Regions from separate parts of the Danio rerio genome. Here region 1 is linked to region 2. A link is a contact called in public Hi-C data. All regions are on one chromosome and are shown on one strand. Each heading gives the region's core, a stretch centred on a gene start, on an enhancer-like site or on the middle of the called end of the contact. The rest is flanking DNA. Distances are from core to core; before and after follow the strand shown. Region 1 holds the start of ostc (oligosaccharyltransferase complex subunit). Region 2 holds the start of mrpl15 (mitochondrial ribosomal protein L15).

The links. A called contact is a pair of places that touch in the nucleus more often than the background predicts.
Region 1: a Hi-C map of an unstated tissue shows a contact between it and region 2, with 4 times the contacts expected there. The contact joins the promoter of ostc here to the promoter of mrpl15 in region 2. A contact is called at or near these places in 2 of 18 Hi-C or Micro-C datasets (hematopoietic stem cells and an unstated tissue).

Annotation. Positions count from the first base shown.
Region 1 is chr7:60,252,214-60,258,866 of GRCz12tu, reverse strand. ostc (oligosaccharyltransferase complex subunit) reads right to left here and starts at 3,262. Exons shown (of 4, transcript NM_200269.2): 1 at 3,112-3,262. The coding sequence starts at 3,250.
Region 2 is chr7:59,927,136-59,934,237 of GRCz12tu, reverse strand. mrpl15 (mitochondrial ribosomal protein L15) reads left to right here and starts at 4,961. Exons shown (of 5, transcript NM_001003435.1): 1 at 4,961-5,085; 2 at 6,454-6,611; 3 at 6,701-6,866; 4 at 6,996-7,102. The coding sequence starts at 4,981. lypla1 (lysophospholipase 1) reads right to left here and starts at 4,454. Exons shown (of 8, transcript NM_001017616.1): 1 at 4,309-4,454; 2 at 4,155-4,186; 3 at 3,985-4,050; 4 at 2,453-2,500; 5 at 2,285-2,355; 6 at 2,122-2,195. The coding sequence starts at 4,377. All of the region lies in intron 3 of LOC110439952 (transmembrane protein 236-like), which reads left to right.

The DNA.
Region 1 (6,653 bases), core at 2,013-4,512, 330 kb before region 2:
AAACACACACACACACACACACACACATATATATATATATGTGTGTGTGTGTGTGTGTGTGTGTGTGTGTGTGTGTGTGTATATATGCCAACGCACGCCTCCCACCAGTGCCGATATATATACAGCCATACCGCACTGCTACTCGTGTGATATTGCTCATATATATATATATATATATATATATATATATATATATATATATATATATATATATATATATATATATATATATATATATATATATATTTATGGGTGGAGCCAAACCCAAATACGGTATTTGGAAAGACACAAATAGCATGTCTTTGCGAATACTTATTCCAAACAAATACTTGAAAAATTATTTGTATTCGGGAGCAAGAAAAACATTGTATCAAAAAGCAGCGTTTCCTCGTGAGACCACAGTGCATGCCCGCGTGAGTGAGAGAAAGAGAGAGTGAGACGCTCAGGAGTCGGAGGGCGGGGTGGAGGTAAAAGGTGTCTGGCACAGGCTTCTCCACACAGCAACAGACAGAGAAGGCTCAGCTGAGCAAAAAAATACTTCACTGCAACACTATTTTTGTTAAATAGATTTTTGTACTTTAATTGGGTTCCAGAGGCAGTTTATAAACTTGTAGCGTAGTTGAAGCGTGGTTTGATCGGGATATTCTATTACGTTGCATTTTTGACGTTTGCAATCGAGTGCTCTCTGTTTACGTAACGTTAGCTCTGTTAGCGCGGTATTTTAGACAATAGACGGTTGACAGAGTAATGTTAACGTTCGTTTATAAAGGTTAAAACGATGCTTTTGCAGTTGTGTCGAATAGTATGCACTTATGGGAGTTATATGGTACGTCTAAATTAGTTACTGTCTTTTGCAGACAGCAAGATATATGCTATAGGCTAGTTAACCTTAGCATAGCTTCCCATCATTTTTAATTAACTTGAAACACATCAAATACATTTGGGCACCCAAATAGAAAAGAGTGAGACTGCTGCTGAGCCATTTCTTGGTCCTCCACCAGTCAAAAAAAAAAAAAAAAAAAAAACAACCTTCAAGTTCTGTGTGGAAGCATTTTACAGTCAGTGGTGCTGCAGATAAAACAAATTAATTCTGTATGTAATGTGTGCAAAAGTGAAATCAGCAGAGGCAGAGATATTAAACATCTGTCAACTTCTTCTATGCATAATCATTCATTCATTTCTTTTTGGCTTAGTCCCTTTATCAATCTGGGGTTGCCACAGTGGAATGAACCACCAATTTATCCAGCATATGTTTTACGCAGTGGATGCCCTTCCAGCTGCTACCCAGCACTGGAAAACATCCATACACTCTTTTTCACACACATATAATAGGGACAATTTAGCTTACCCAATTCACCTGTATTGCATGTGTTTGGACTGTGGGGGAAACCGGGGCACCTGGAGGAAACCCATGCCAACATGGGGAGAACCCAGTCGAGGCTTGAACCACTAACCTTCTTGCTGTGAGACGACAGCGCTACTCACTGTGCCATCGCGCAACCCTCTATGTAATGTATTATCACATGCACTAAAATCATCCTCACCTGATACTGTCTGCCAACGCCCCACAAGCATCAATCCCCTCAATCAGCACAGCTATGTTCAGCTAAATCATCCACAAGCACCAAACCATCAACACAGCCACATTCTGCCCCAGCAAGTCAGTTTCAAACATTAAAAAAAAACAAACAAACAAACTTTGTGTCTGTTTTGTGGCAGGCAGATGACAATAGCAAAGCTGTATCTTTTAGTACTATATAGAATACTTTTTGTTCTGCCAGATCTCCCAGTCAGGGGTTTATATAGTTTTATTTAATTAATTTTAGTTTTTGGAATTATGTGCATTGGAAAGAAGTTCTTTAAGAAGAAGAAAAGTTCTTTGAAGTATTATTTGTTTTTATTCTGTCTATTCAGTGTCCTTCAACAAGAACGGTGGTGGTGGGACTCATAATATTCACAATGGTATTTCATTAGTTGTTGGTTTAACCATGGATGAGGTAATGGCTTCTATGTTATTTTCTTTTAAATGATGTTTCTTGTCACATGTTCAAAAACAACAACCAATATTGCATGTCTATAATTTATATAATTTATATCTATAATTATAATTTATATAATTAAACAATACTTGCACTATAACGTAAATTAGAAGTGTAATAGAAAAAATATATATTTTTACAACATTTTGAATTTTACTCAAATACAAATACTTTCCCCCCCTCAACAAATACAAATACAGATACAAATACCGGCTGCTCCGCACATCCCTTATATATATATATATATATATATATATATATATATATATATATATATATATATATATATATAGTTATATTAAAGTTTTTGTATTCCATATAGCAAACAGTATGTGTGTAACACTTGTTTTTTAAATAAAAAGTCTTAAAATGTAAACAACTTTTTAAAAAAACCCATAATGTAAATAAGTTGTCTTTTAATAAGAATGTCATTAACTCAATTTTGACAAATGTCAGATAGAACCTTATAATTCTAAGGTGACGATATAAGCACCACTGACAACAAAAAGTGTGACGCATGAAAGAGTCTCAAATGTCCACCCATCACAAATTTGTACATATTTTCTTTTAAATATAATAAAATGTATTGAGGGACTATAATAAACTGAAGTTTAAGTAAAGGCTATACATTTAAAACATAACCACTTTATTTGTAAAGACAACGTTTTATAGAATATTTTAGGAAACGAAAACATTGTAAAGTATATTGAGATTTTACGTTGGAGTTAATGTATACTGTTGCAAAGATGGACACCAGCTTACATGAAAAACGATCCAGCAAAATAAAAATAAAATACAATCCAATTCATTTTTGAGCAGAGGCAGAACAGAGTTGTCTGCAGTGTGCAATATGCAAACAATTTCACATTTATGAATGCTAACAAGCACTGTCAAAGAACGTAAATCGAACAATCAATTGCCAATAAAACATTTTCTATAACTTGTTATAAACAGCAATTTAAGTCTCTGCTGCAAATATTAGTAGTGTGCGGCTGTGTGCAAACAGACAACATGCTAAAGTTTAACGTAAGCTAATGGCTAGTTTCGCCTGGATTGATTTCAAGACTCTTACCACCGGTGATGAGAAAGTATGAAACAATCACGACGGCATACACGGTCATCGCAGAAGGCATATGCAGCCACGATGGTTTTTTAAGTTTGACATTTGGGCATTCCAATACAGTAAATGGTAAGCTGAAGATAGTCTCCATGGTTTAGCATGTAATTCAGAACTGAGCACTGCTGCTTTTGCCCGGTTTATGCATACGTCACACTAGCCGTAGAGCGACGTGTACAGGAAGAGGCCTTGAAGTTCCTATAAGCGTAGGGATACAGCTGCGGCAGGAAGTAAACGATAGTTATTTATAAATTTGTATTTTATTAGTGTCTACCCTTACTCTAACCCTCGCAGTACTAATAAAATATTATTTAATGTTGTACAGTGTCACAGTATGCGCCTATCAGCAGATGCAAAATATCTTATCCTGCAATACCAGAGTCTAGCATGATGTGGCGTGCAAGGACCTCTTTTAAGCTGAACAGTGATGAAATGTAACCCATCCATGGGCGAATTTAAATGTTATTTTTTATTAAATAATCCACGTGTATCTTGAATAAACTTCCTTACTTTTATACTCTTCATCCTGCATTTAAAAGATTTCTTCATAATTTCATTTTAATCGTGAAAATCAATAAAAGTTATTAAAACTACTACTACTATTTATTAATATTATTAAATCAAATGTTAATCGAATGTTAATTATATATATATATATATATATATATATATATATATATATATATATATATATATATATATATATATATATATATATATATATATATAAATTTTCTTTTCAGCTTAGTCCCTTTATTAATCAGGGGTCACTACAGTGGAATGAACCACCAACCACAAAGCGAATATCATTCCAGCCGCAACCCATCACTGAGAAATATTATTGAGTTGTTGTTATTAATATTAAATATTAAACTTTAGCTAGACTTGGACTTTGATTTCAATGTATGAATTTTCTCAAGTTTATAAAATGAGTACCTGCAATTAATAATAAAAAAGATATACAAAAATAATTGTTATACCTCATGCATAGGACACGTTTTTACTCACATTTGCTTTGCCCCCCTTTTTATTTCTATTTTCCACATATATTTCAAATATATATTTATCTTTTTTTTTAATGATTGTTATTTATTTTTTATTTCCACATTATTTATGTGGGACTCAGTGGGAGTGTTTTTAGTTAGAAATCGCGATCGAGCCAGAGGGGAGGGGTAAATTTGTATAGACCGCAGTGACACCTTGTGGTGCCTAAATAGATTTTTCTATTTTTTATTATCTTCCTAATTGCATGTATACTGTGACATGGCCTTAAAATATCTTCTGGTCAGGATCAAATCATCATTGGATCATGGATGGCAAACATTATCATTCTACAGAAGCATTTTTGTCCCTAAACTTACAATATTACACTGAATCTTTACGTTTACAACTTCTTATTCTTTGAAATAAAACAATGTGTTATTTGAACATTGAGTCGTCAATGTAACAATAAATATGTTTTAATTATTTCTGTAAAATTCCAAGCACCACAAACTGTTTACCTATCCCTACAGTGCAGGGCCGGCGCGTCAGCGACACTACCCTCACCACCTGTCCTGCGCCCTCAGTTATTTCCACGACTAATAGAGAGCGCGGTGTCTGCGGGCGCCTTACCACCCGCGCCCTCCGTTATATACACGGCTAGGGCGGCGGAATAGAGAGGGTTAGTTGAGGGCGGCATGACCGTCCTTTGCCTAGAGCGGCAGATTTTCAGATTTATAATCTAAAAAAAGAAAATACCATGATTTCATGTGAATCGTTTAATTGGTGTCACTGGTGTGACTGCCTTTATTTTTAAGGAATAGTAAAAAAATCTTAATTTAGTGAGTATATCATGATTATCAAGATTGGATACTTTCCGGCAGAAATTTTGTAAAATGCAAAGTTAACAAAATTTGTCACTGGTGTTTCTTTTCTGATGATCATTGTGTTTCTCTGCTCCCTCTGCATCTGTGCAAAAAAAAAAAGAAAAAGAAAAAGAAAAGAAAAGAAAGTAGGGAATTTCTAAATTTACTTTGACCTGTATTTCTTTGCAGACAATGCAACAAACATTATTTGTTGCTCATGTTTTTATATATATATATATATATATATATATATATATATATATATATATATATATATATATATATATATATATATATACATATATAATTTATTTATTTATTTATTTATTTTTTAAATAAACATAGCCTCATCAGTCTTGCACAGCAGTGCATATGTTACAGCTAAGTTTGTCTATAAAGTAGTGTGTTATTATGTTTCAATTAACTGTCTGTATATTTAAACATGTAAATAATTAAACAACTTTTCCTGCTTTAAGGATTTGAGATTCTTTCTCTATGTCAATGATAATAACAATTTAATGGAGTCAGATTAATTGTACCAGTGAATACCAGTGAAGTGGACACTGATGAATTTGACCTGTTAAAATTCAAATGGCTGCAGAGCTAGAAATCACCAAAAGTGTCTATCTAACCTAACAAGGCACTTCTCAGTGTTTAGCCTCTAAAACTTTGTCAAAGCAAATAATATTAAAGGGTCCAAGGTCCACTTAACAGAACTAAGAACTAACAGAACTGCTACAACATTGCAACTGTTGACCATTCTGAGCAGGAGCTTTCATCTTATATACAGCTAGTTTAAGTTGACACTGTTTTTCTTGAAAAAGTACTTCGCCGATGTCATAATGTGAGGCATAAGTTTTGCACTGTAACTATTAACTGGCTTCTTTTTTACACAATGCATAATTTAAGACTTTAAAGTCTTTTTCACAGTTTAACTTGTTGAGTTGGTTGTTTTTGGCTATTGTTCTGACTAAAAAAAAATGGAAGCCCTGATTAAACATCTACTGTATCCTTCTTTTTTTTTTTTTTTGCAATATCTCCAACCAACATTCTTAAACAAAGGTATGTCTAGATGAAATCAAACTAACATGCAGTCAGCAGATTGAGGAACCTAACATTATGGTAATGGCTGTGAGGCCATGTCCAAGTGGCAGACTTTCATGCAGCAATGTAAAGGCAGAAAAATAAAAATGAGTAATATACTAATTATAAAATGACATAAATACCTAAATACATAAATTGTGTAAAGTTATCAAAAGTCAATCACCTTTTCTTCACCGTATAATTTACACAAACAGCAGATTAAAGTTACTAAGTTAGTTATTTATGCAGCGAATCTCATTTTCTCATTCTGATTTTTTGAGTAACATTAAATAACAGAGGTGAGACTTTAAGACCGAATGCATAGACTTTCTACATTTTTACATATTATGAATGTGTATAGCCTATAGACAGTCATGGGAAAAAGATTCAATCAAACACAGCTGATCCAAACAATTGAGTTGTTCAAAAGAGCTATGTTTAATTAGGGTTGAAACAAAACTGTGCAGAGCTGCAACCCTTGAGGAATTGACCTATGTTAGAGCTATAGTTAAACTAATTAACGTCACTAAAAAAGCGTGCTGTTTTCTCGTTGACGTATTTGTTCTT
Region 2 (7,102 bases), core at 3,712-6,211:
TTGATAAGGAATTGCGAAGAGGTAACCAACAGCTGAGGGCAATTACACCACCCAGCTTCTGATGAGTCGTCAAAGCAGTGAAGAGAGAGAGGGCTCCACCCTTTTACCATATATATGAGAAGAAATTAAATAATTATGTGTAGTCAATCATTTCCAGCTCCAGAATAAGACAGAGAGGATTATGGTTACCCTTTAGGAAAGCCTACAATTATTTGCAATCTTGGTGGTTTCACAAACATTTTCTTCAAAACAATTGCCATATTGGTTAATAAATTGTGATAAAATAATAAAAAGCTCAATTTATTTTATTATTAATATATATATATATATATATATATATATATATATATATATATATATATATATATATATATATATATATATATATATATATATATATATTCAAAATTAAATCACAGCACAAAGTTCACAACAGAATGAAGATAATTGGTTTCGTCTACAGTATCAAGCAATGGACAAGCAATGGTTTCAAATTTTGTTTTGAAAATCTGTTTGAAATGTGGCATGCCTAACACAGGCTTTTTAAGACCATCAATAATATTCTAAATAGTTATTTTTAAACAAACATATTTTAGCAATGTGTTGAACAAGCAAATCCTATTTGTATACATACTCATAAAAAAAATAAAAAAATAAACTATATTAAACTAAATGTATGCACAACAGTCTATCCGGGTCAGTGTCCTCAGCCTATATGGTCTATAAATACACTGAGAACTTTTCAACATATGTTACTGCAATGAAGATAAACCATATTGGTTTTAATTTAAATCCATTCAATTAACTACTATAATATTAGTTATGAATAGAGTTTGTTAAATGTTGTATTGCAATGAATCATTAGTGATTGGATGTGTGTTGGCCTTATTGGGTAGCTTTACATGGACACAGGAAAATTAAGATATAAAATTTATTTATAAATTTAGACAAAACAATATATTATTGAATTTAATACGCAAGACCCTACGGACACCCTCTTGAAAGGTTAGGATTTTAACAGAGGTATATGTATTGAATTTAACAGGAGAACATGTATTGTTTAATTCAATAAAAAAATGTCTGGGCAAAAATGGTTCCTTTTTTTGATGTTGTAAGCCATTTAACCTTTGAGTTTAAAGATGTGAAGACCGGTTACACTCATAAAGTAGATAAATAGCATTATGTCAAAGATATATAGTGCTTGCGGTTTTTAAAGAAACTTCTTTGGTGCAATAATCTTGTCAATGCTATTATTCAAAAAGATAATGATTCGCACTCATCAGGTAATTGCTTTGTACTGTTTTTCTTTTTTTTCACATTCTTCAGGTGTTTTAAAGACACAAACATTTCGGCACAATGCCTTCCACACTGAGGAAGGCATTGTGCTGAAACGTTTGTGTCTTTAAATCACCCGAAGAATGTAAAAAGAAAAAAGAAAAACAGTATGAAGCAATTACTTGATGAGTGCGAATCATTACCTTTTTAAAAGATCTATAGTGAACATGTCATGCATAACACACAGTTTTATGAATAATTACGAAACACCAAATTTTTATACAGTTGAAGTCAAAATTATTAGTCCCCCTGTTTATTTTTTTTTCCCTTAATTTGTTTAAATTAAAGAGAGATTTTTTTCAACACATTTCTAAACTGTCTGATGAAGAGCCATGTGGCTCGAAATGTTACATGCTTTGTGTCAGCTTTTTTAATTTAATAAATGTGTATTTTTGGAGCTTTGGTGTTGCCGCCTTTGATGAATATTTAATTTACACCTTTTGCGTTTTTTGGCTGAGCACACAGTTAAGAGGGATGTGCGTGCTTTTATACAGTTTTTCAACACATTTCTAAACATAATAGTTTCAATAACTCATTTCTAATACCTGATTTATTCTTGCTGAAATAAAACAAATAAGACTTTCTCCAGAAGAAAAATAAAATTATCAGAAATAAATATTTAAAAAAGAAATAAAATTCAAAGAGAGGCTAATAATGTTCTACAATAATATATTCTGCTTTACAGCTTACCATTTTATCAAAACTGTTAAGAACTAACTGGTGCTGAAAGGTAAAGTTTTAAGGTAAAGTGCCCAATTAAAACTGAAAGCTGGAAATGTGTCTTACCTGAGAGAATCCCCCAAGCACAATCCTATGAGATGGAATACCATTCTTAACTTCTTGATCAATCAGTGCTTTGACTGTGGACAATTTCAAAAGGGTTTAATGCTGGATTCAGTATTCTGAAGATACTGTATTACTAAAATGCCTTATTATTATTATACTTAACCGTTTTCAGCAGCTCTTTTAATTCCAGATTCATCTTCTTGTGCATTAGGATTGAGACTAATTATGTCAAACCTAAGAGCAACATCATACATTTCACATCAGTTAAATATGTTATACGTGAAGAGCTATTTAGGTTAATGCTGTATAAGCAAACAAGTGTTTATCTCACCAAGAAGGCATTGCCATGTTCATGTTGAGGGTGACTGGCATGACAGGCCTGTTCGTCAGTTACAGAGAGAAAAAAAAAAAAAAAAAAAAACCGAGAAAATGAGAAAAAAAGTAGAAAGAGAAAGAAGGTTAAAAATAATGCAAATGTATGAGGGCCATTTCTACTATGCAGTAAAACAGTAAGATGGAATCATAATGGGTTATATGCACATGGACTTAAAAACTTTCGGACAGCCAGCACAACAGTTTCCGATGAACTGACTTTCTATTACAAAATCACAGCATTTAAGATCTGTTTTCTTTAATAATCAGTGATCTTTATGCTGTTTTTTGATTACCATATTGTGAACTGCATCTGTGTTTTTTATTAAATTAAATATCTTTAATTTCACTATTTAACATTACTGAATAAGTAACTGCTTTGCATCACACACTTGCTAAATTTACTGAACAGTTACAGCATAAAATCTAAATAAATAAACATAAAATCTGCCTATTATACACTAAATGACCCGAGATCACACATTGATGTGTGGTCATTCAGCTGTGGTGAACACTGGTAAAGCAGGGAATAAGCAGAAGGAAAGTGAGTGAGTATTCTGACTGCAAAATATCAATGTCTGAAACTATCACACAGTACACTCCTGATAACAAAAGGCAGGGTTTAAAACTAAAGTCTATGACAGGACTATGACTGGACTCTTTATTCCAGTCATGCACTTACATTATTAGCAAGACTATTTTATTAAATCAAATAATGACCGTTTGAAATAACTGCCAATTCCTAGATTATTTTAGTTTTATAATAACAATTTTAAACAGTCAAAATATTAAAACAGCAATTACCAGTTACTTTTGTACTTGTTTATGCAAACTGCAAACATGAAGAAATAAATCATGTTTTCTTTTTGTCTCCTTTAATATTTCTTTAAAACTAAATTAATGAACAGCTCCATATGCATCAACAGGTTTAATTGTGTATGCCATAAAATCATCACGCATCCAGTCAACAGTTCAGTAAATATCCTCTGCTCTGACCCTAGAATTACCAGGGTAATGCTCATTTCTGTTAAAGGAATGGCCAAAACTAGAGGCATTCATGCATTTAAGTGACTAAAAAAGCAACAAAGTACAAAATTGAGTTCTGATGCAAAAGCCTCCAAGTGCCTTGTGAAATGTTGTCCAGAAATGAGTATTTTTCTCAGATGTTTATGTTCAGGCATGTCAATTAGGCATGTCATTATAAAGGCAATGAAAAGAAAATAATAATTGTCGTAATAGTGCAATTACTGAACCTACACACAGAGCCTGAGAAAAATGCTCATTTTAGAAGAAACTTTCAAATCTGAAATGGTTTTACACAACCCCATTTGTTTGGATGATGAGTACAATCTTAATGTCAAAGGTTTAAAAATATTTTATTTTTGGCATAATCACACAGGCAACAATCACAATAGAAAAGACCTATATTGCATGCATGTCAATGTGTATGTTTATATTAAAGTGATGTATAAAAATCAACTTTGTACATACGCATGGGGGCAAATGTACTTGACATGAGGGGTCCTGATACCAGCCATAGCTTGAGCCCATCCATGTCTGAAAAAAGGTAGTGTACACGTTGTCAAAAATATGTAATGGCTAATTATTAATTTCATTGAAGTGTTTACTTAGTCATGCCACAAAATAATGACACACTTTACCCTGTGTCTCCCAGTCCATGTAGGAATATCACCTGGTGAAAAGAAACACATGCTTATAACATTCATATAAGTATATTATACTATGCTATCTTAAGGTTAAATCGAGAGGGCTGTTGCCATTTGCCTGTAATTTTGTGCTCATGGTATCACCTACCGCGGCCGTGGCTTTACAAGCGGCGGGCACAATTGTTGGCAACGGCGCTGACATGTTATTACCACACATAAAAAATCCCGAAGGCTTACATTCAATGACAAAAAGCTACGATGGCTCAGTGGGCTTTAACATCAACGATTCTTTTTAATTTTATGACGGTCAACACACAGCTTTTAAATCCATTACTGACACCTGCTGGGTGGAGTGTGGAACATTAATTTTCAGTTATTTATTTATTTCTTTATTTATTTATTTATTTATTCATTTATTTATTTATTTATTTATTTATTTATTTATTTATTTATTTATTTATTTATTCATTCATTTATTTATTGTTTGTTTGTTTGCTAAAATCCAAACGTTCATTATGCATATATTATTGAAAATAGTAACAATTAAACAAAAGTATTACAGCAATACTGAAATGTCTCTACTTTTGTTGATCCTTTTATTTTTAAACATTATCAATTATAAAAAGTACGATCACATCAACTTATACAGGCGCGGTATTATTTATTTACTATATATTCGTGCGTTTATATCAATAGTTTTTTTCATGATTTTGGTCTCGTATGTCTTTTTTTCCCTTTCTCCACTAGTGTTTCCGGTTTGGTGTACCACGTGGGTCTCCCGATGTCAGCTGCCCTTGACTAGCATTTCTGTGGCTCTAAAATGTCTTTAATAAAGAAACCAGGGGGGAAAACGATAGAAATAGTAAAGAATTTGCCTCGCATTACACTGGCAAACCTTCGACCAAACCCGGGTGCAAAAACATTAGTAAGTCTATTTTATGTTAAATGTTTTAATGTAAGGAATTAGCGGTTTAGCTGCCGAGCTAAAGAGCATGAGCATGATCAATTGTAGTATATGGTTATATAGTGTGAAATTTATGAGTAGATGTTTGTAGATAAGAACCTGTTGTTGGAAAACGAATGCTTCTTACATTAAGTTTTATGTATGTGTTTACAATGCAAGTTATTTTGTGTGTTGGTCACAGTGTTAGACTCTAAAAGATTCTAAAGGCATCATTAATGTCAAAATTGGGGTAATGTTTTTTATAATCTCGCATTCAGGCTTTAATATAATTTATATTTATAATACTTAATATTATCTCAGTAAAGTGTTTTTTTTCCAAATTATAAATATGGAAATCATAGTAGTAGACAATGACTATTAAAGTACAACACTGTTTAAAGTCAATTAAATGTTGCTAATGTTTTCAGGTGATTGACAGACAAATCTTTCAGATTTCAGAATATTTAAAGTATTGTGGTAAACAATATAGGGACCTTTCATAGAGATAAGTTTGTTTATTAGCTTTTTTAATGGTTTACAGTTACAAATATGCGTTGTGCTTAACAGTGCATAACAGTACATTAATTAATCTGTATATTACATGTCATTGTAGACCCTACACTTTACCTCTTAAGTCTTTCGAATGAGACGTTAAACCGAGGTCCTGACTCTCTGTGGTCATTAAAAATCCCATGGTACTTCTCGTGAAAGAGCAGGGGTGTAACCCCGGTGTCCTGGCCAAAGTTCCTCTATTGGCCCATACGATCATGGCCTCCCAATCATCCCCTACCACCGAATTGGCTCTATCACTGTCTCTCCATTCCACCAATAGCTGGTGTGTGGTGAGCGCACTGGCGCCGTTGTCCTGTGGCAGCCGTCGCATCATCCAATTGGATGCTGCACACTGGTGGTGGTGTGGAGAGACCCCCTCATGATTGTGAAGCGCTTTGGGTGTATGGCTATACACAATAAATGCGCTATATAAATACACATTAAATTACATTTTACCTCAGTTCAATCCTTGGCTGCATTTGGAGCAAAATAGCCTGATTATGTTTTGCACATAAACATAGTCTTCTATTAACAAATGCTAGTTTATTAATAAAGCAGAAAACTGTATCCAGATAGTTTTGCATTGCTGAAGAAAGCTTATTTCTGTGAGTGTGAGAGACTTCCACTATAAAAATGTTCAGGAAAATTTTCCTTTGCAAATTTAATTTGCTGAATCATGCAATAATTTACTATTTTTATATGCCTAAAATAACTGGATTTTAGAAATGTAAAAAAATAGGTGTAAAGAGCAAGAGTACACATTATTACTAGACTAATATTCTGCATATCACTTTACAGGAAAAGCGCAGAGGCCGTGGAATGCATGGAGGCAACAGAAGTGGATGGGGACATAAAGGTGAAAGACAGCGTTGTAATCGACCGCGACTGGGCTTTGAGGGTGGACAGACTCCATTCTATCTTGTCATCCCAAAATATGGCTACAATGACAATCACAGGTCTTATTACCGTATTGACGTATATGTTTATATAATTTTGTTATTATCAGCTCCCTTTTGTGCAACTTTTCAATGTTTTATTCTTTTAGTCGACAGCCACAGTATCCCCCATTATCCCTGCGCAGACTTCAGTACTTAATAGATTTGGGTCACATTGACCCCAGTCAACCCATCGATTTAACTCAGCTTGTCAATGGACGAGGAGTTGAGATCCAGCCTCAAAAACGAGACTATGGCGTTCAGCTTGTTGATGAGGTGTGTATTTGATTAATTCTTCTTTTTTTAATGTTGTTGTTTTTGAATCCTAACAGATTTGAATTCGACTTATAATATAATTCATGGGAGATTTCACTGAAGCCATCATGTATGTGTCTGTTTTTGCAGGGTGCTGATATATTTTGTGCAAAAGTAAACCTGGAGGTCCAGGCTGCCTCGGAGAAAGCCATCGCTGCAGTTGAGCGAAATGGGGGTGTTATCACAACCAGCTACTA